2 separate regions of the Mus musculus genome follow, and region 1 is linked to region 2. The links are chromatin contacts, called in public HiChIP or PLAC-seq maps. All regions are on one chromosome and are shown on one strand. The core of a region is the stretch at or near the end of the contact, and the rest is flanking DNA. Distances in the headings are between cores, read along the strand shown.

What was found. HiChIP or PLAC-seq counts read pairs in DNA pulled down with a chosen protein or histone mark.
Region 1: a contact with region 2 is called in a FOXA1 HiChIP or PLAC-seq map of pancreatic cancer cells. The contact joins two enhancer-like sites.

Annotation. Positions count from the first base shown.
Region 1 is chr17:71,266,282-71,268,981 of GRCm38.p6, reverse strand. The region is part of intron 4 of Emilin2 (elastin microfibril interfacer 2); the gene reads left to right. Among named protein-coding and RNA genes, the nearest start is that of Emilin2, 43 kb to the left of the region's middle. Within about 2 kb of position 1,416, at least 33 of the 459 cell types and tissues checked have an H3K27ac peak or open chromatin away from gene starts, as enhancers often do. A contact at or near this core is called in pancreatic cancer cells, where this site is marked.
Region 2 is chr17:70,778,379-70,781,078 of GRCm38.p6, reverse strand. All of the region lies in intron 8 of Dlgap1 (DLG associated protein 1), which reads right to left. The region is part of intron 3 of Gm41609 (predicted gene, 41609); the gene reads left to right. Among named protein-coding and RNA genes, the nearest start is that of Gm41609, 26 kb to the left of the region's middle. Within about 2 kb of position 1,393, at least 46 of the 459 cell types and tissues checked have an H3K27ac peak or open chromatin away from gene starts, as enhancers often do. A contact at or near this core is called in pancreatic cancer cells, where this site is marked.

The sequences.
Region 1 (2,700 bases), core at 167-2,666, 490 kb before region 2:
CCTTACTCTCTCTTCTCTTATCCTCCCTTGCAGGCCTATCATCTTTTCTACCAGGGTGACACTGGGCTGGTGCCACACAACGGAGCCTTCCTGACTAGGCTCTCACTGAGGAACAGCTATGGGGAGGGAAGGCCACGTCCAGATCCTGGAACCTCATGAGGTGTGGGGAGAATTCATGGCAGTCAGGCAGCTGTGCTCTGGGCTTTGTCCTAGAGCATGGTGCTCATTTCATAGATAAAGTGTCACCAGGGCCAAGCACGGCTGTGAACTGGCCACTGTGCCCAGGCTTAGCTATCTGTAGTACACAGTCACAGTCTCCACCTCAGATCTCCCAGCCCCTGTATCTCTGGAATGTAGAGTTAAGGTCATGAGTCCCATGTGTTCAGAGGGTAATTGTCCCTTGTGGTCAAAATGCTGTCTGGACTGGGTTCTACAATAATAGGTACAGCCAGATATTTCCAGTTAATTGGCAGTGCTGGACAGCGTGGGAATCTGTGTCCATTCTGAGGCTCGTCTATGCGGAGTTGGAGACGGGTAGGTCTGGAGACAAATCGGTTTCCATGTATCATCCTTCAGTTTGGGGGTCATGCTGTGAGTGCAGATCATGTGGGCTTGGGAGAACTTGTGATGGAGAGGAGCCAAAAATAAGTGAGTGGTGTCCTCTGACTTCCAGCGCCAACAGGCCCAGGAGACCTGGGATCTGGAGTGACCCTGTAGCTAAGGTTGAAGTCACATGTCAACCAGTTAAAAGACAACAGAGTATTTGCTAAGCACCGACTGTAACCGCACGTGAGACTCTCTGAGGGGTGCAGAGATCACACGTGCCATCTCTCCTCAGAAAGCATCCTCAGATCTGTGAGGGGCAATGCAGTCTGTAGTCAAGGAAGGAGCAGGTATTACAGTACAAAGGGCCTGTGGACTCACAAGCTCTCTGTGCACCCCTGGACATAGTAAATGGGGGCTTAGTATGTAGCAAATGTGAATACAAAAGTCTGGCGGAGAGCCAAACAAAAGGGGCCACAAGAACTGGCTGTTCCCCTCACTAGGATCCCCACAGGGCTTCTCAAAGGGAAAAGGCACAGGGCTGAGCCTTCAGGCTGAAGAAAGTAATAACTGAGCATAGTTGAGAGAAATGGCAGGGTGAGCAGTGGGGTGAGAGAATGAGAGAAACTTCTAGAAGAAATGTGAATGGATAAATGAGGAGTGGGTGGAACTCAAAGGCAGGAAGAGGGGGCATTTGGGGGAAGACTTTGGTGTGAACAGGAGTTATATTTTGCCGCGCAATCTCCTACCCCAATCTCCATGGTAGTTATTTTCCGTCATTCCTGGGTCAAGGGCTTGTGCAGGGTAACTAGGCTCTGCTGCTGTCTTGTGTACTCAGCCTGAGTCACCCTCTTAGCTGTGTTTTGTGTTTGGAGGAAGGATCAGGTTCATGTAGGCCACGGTCCTGGAGTTGTGGTGAGCCTCCATGTCGCCCTGCTCCACATGTGTCCTCGTGGGCTTCCTCACATCCTGCCACTCTTAGGTACAGCTGGCAACCGGCCCACAGATGGAAAGCAAAGCTGTGGTCCAGACAGGCGGGGGCAAGGTAGCTTGGAATCACTTCTGCCTCATTCATTCTGTTGGTCACAGCAAACCAGCCTTTGAAGGGTAACACACTGTCATATTGGGAGACACGGCGAGTCCCTCCTCCCATAATTAGAACCAGCCCGGAGGAGGGGACTGGGCCTAAGGTACAGCTTGATGACAGGTCAAGATATAACTCAGGTTCCTATTGTCTGCTCTTGTGAGGTCCATAGGTGGACTCAGTTATGCAGCTGGCCTCAGGAGGGTCTTTCTTGTATCCTATCAAGGCATGTGCTCTTGCCTGGGCTTAAAAAGGATTCATATGCAAAAAAGGCTCTCATTCATATATACACACACACATATATGGACACACATATTTATATATAAACTCATACATGTATATGTGTATATATATATATGTATGTATGTATATATATATATATGAATCTCCTGAGACTCTGATGGGTATACAATTTCTGAAAAATGAACAACTACTACTACTACTACTACTACTATTACTACTACTACTACTACTACTACTACTACTAATTACCATTCATTCTTAGAATGACTAGATCTTGAGATTTCCCTGCCTCCCCCCCCCCCCCCCAGTCCTGGGATTGCAGGTAATCACTATAGTATTTCATTGCTCTTGCCTGCAGCTCTCCTGACTCTTTACATTTTCATTCATTCATTCATTCATTCATTCATTCATTCATTCATGTTTCATTCACTTATTCTCTTACCTAGATCCCAGTCTGGCCTTGAACTCATGGTAATTGTTCTACCTCAACCTCCTGAGTTCCTAGGTCACAGGTATCGCCACACCTGGTTCAGTAGATTATTTAGCAGATCTCTCCTAAGCTCTGTCCTGTCTCAGCCATCATGGATCTGACACTCTAGAGGAAAAGAAGAACAGCCATGGTGGTGAAAGTTTGACTTTAGTTAGCAATCAGTACCCCGAGGAAAGATAAAACAGAATAGATAGATAACGGGAAGCAAGAATTAATTTAGCAGGAAGATGGTCCGGAAGGCTCTGGGACAGGAATGGATTTGTTCTGTTGCAAACCTAAGTGTTTCAGTGAGACAGAAGGTGAGAGGCTGCCATGGGAAAAGAGGGTCAGAATCTGGTTG
Region 2 (2,700 bases), core at 144-2,643:
GTTTCTGATGAAAAGACTTTCTACAGTGTTGCCACAATGTTTCTATGTGTAACAGTTTTCAAATGCTCTTACAGGTTCTTGCGCAGAAAGGGGGTGGGGGGCGACACAAAGGAGCAACAGCTAAGCATCGCCATCTTCAGTGTGGTGTGGTGTGGTGTGGTGTGGTGTGTGTGTGAAGGCTGGAGAGTTTGAATCCAGGCCTAAGCAGGAACTAGGTAAGTGCTCACCTACAGCGCTACCTTTCTATGCTGACATTTGTTTGCTGTCTGGACCTGCCTGGCGGTCCAGTGACGTTCAAGCCAAGTGGACATTTTAGGGAGGCAAATTCAGTCATACCAGGGCAGAGGTCGTCCGCCCGCCCCCCCCCCCCCCCCCAGTTTCTGGTCATCCTCTTTAGTCCTTTGCTTCCATAGCACTTGTCTTTCAGAACTAAGTCTGGCGACTAAGTTGAGAATGTGACTCTTAGGCCGTTCTTTCTTCTTAGGGGCTTTTGCACCAAGCTCCTGTCAAGGTTCTTGTGGGATCTGAAAATGTATTCCCCTCTGCCACAGCAGTCTTGGTGATTTGTGAGCTGGCAGCATTTCTGATAAAGACCCAACATAACTCATTATACAAAGTAAAGTACAAAAGAAAGGGGCAGGAGACTGAGGTCAAGCCTCCCTGAAAAATGTACTCTTTCCAGTCAGAGCTTCCAAGTGAAGAGTGGGTGCAAGAGACCAACCTAGGCCCTCTACAGGAGCTCATGGTCTTAACTGCTGAGCTAGTACTTCAGTCTCACTGACATATTTTAGCACAGCTTTGCTTAAGTGAAAGTCATAGTCTCTTTGCTTTCTGAGAACTAAATGATCTTTAAAAAACAAAATATACATGCAAAGAGGAAGAAATGGAAAGAGAGAAAATAGAAGGGAGAGAAGAAAGGAAGAGAGGCAGAGAGGAGGGGAAAAGGAAAAGGAAGGGGTGGGCGGGGGGCGGGGGGGGCTCTCTGTAGAATTAAGGGCCATACATTTGAGGTCAGCTTGGATTTAGGCTGGACTTCAGGCTTTTGAAATTTGAAACCTGTGAAGGGCGCGCCTTTAAAACTCAGGTGCTAGGAACGATCTGATTAGGTTACATCATTGTTAAGCAAAGGAAAGAGAACCGAGAAGGGTGGGTGCTGGTTGTTTGGTTGTTTAAGGAGATGGTATGGAGTGTGTTGAACCCAGAATTTCTAGGAGGGCAAAGCAGGGATTGTAGCCTTAGACTTAAAGTGGCTGTTTCTCGGGCCTCTGTTTCTCAGGCCCCTCTCTTGCTTTTTACTTTTTGTTTTAGTATCTCGTTTAGCTGAGATCACTAAGCGCTCAAATATTTACACCTGTGTAAATATGAAGTCACTTGTGATCAAAGGAGGAATCTCTTATAGTGGCTGTCATTGTGGTCAAAGAGAACGGTGGTGTGGCTTCTCTAGAGCTTGTTCGGCCCAGTCATGAGCCTGCTGTGAGCTCTTTCTTTTATTCTGAAAAATAGGGACTTGGGGCTGGTGAGGTGGCTCACTTGATGACCTAAGTTGGATCCCTGGGAACCATACAGTGCAGAGAACCAACTGATTCCTGTAAGTTTTTAATGCCAAGATATCTTTTTGTATGTTTGTTTATAGTCAGCAAACTCTTACGGTCTAAGTACCAAGCACAATGGGAGGGCTGCAGTAGGAGAAGGGGCAGGGGCTCTCTAAGTGGCAAGTGAAACAGAGCAGGGGAGTTTTTTGTTTGTTTGTTTGTTTTGTAAGTCAAAGTGTCTCTGTGTCAATTCTCTTTCCACAAACATATAGGAAAAGATTCTGACTTTCTTTTCCGTTGAGTGCTCACAGGTCTGAATTCACACAGCATTCACTGTGAAACAAGGCTCATGGTCTGACTAGCACAAGTACTGGAGGAAGTACTTGTGCAGTGAGAAAAACTCTGGGAAGCAGGGCCGTGGCTGGGGAGCTTGGTCACTGGGGCTACTGAAGGTAATTGCTATTCCTTATTCCTCTGATTCTTGTCGGCCTCAGGTGAAGAACTGTATCACGTGTTTCCAGTCCAGTGATGCTCTGCCCAAGCACATGGGACCAAGCAGCCATGAACTGATTCTCCTGAAACCATAAAACAAATCTTTGCTACTTGAAGCCAATCTCTGAGATATTTTGATCAAAGCAACATAAATAAGCAGGCAGACTTAAGTCATACAGAAAATTGGTTTCATGTACTTACATATAATAAATAAACAAATCTTTAAAAAAGGGGGGGGCTAGAGAGATGGCTCAGTGGTTAAGAGCACTGACTGCTCTTCCGAAGGTCCTGAGTTCAAATCCCAGCAACCACATGATGGCTCACAACCATCCATAACAAGATATGACTTCCTCTTCTGGTGTGTCTAAAGACAGCTACAGTGTACTTACATATAATAAACAAATCTTTAAAAAAAAAGAAAGAAAATTGGTTTCAGACGTGGGGTTACTGCTATGACTAAAATCTAACCATGTAGTTTTTTGTTTTTTGTGTTTTTTTACCATGTAGTTCTTAAACCTTTTTTTTTTTAAAGATTTATTTATTGTTATATATAAGTACACTGTAGCTGTCTTCAGACACACCAGAAGAGGGCATCAGATCTCATTATGGGGTTGTGAGCCACCATGTGGTTGCTGGGATTTGAACTCAGGACCTTCAGAAGAGCAGTCAGTGCTCT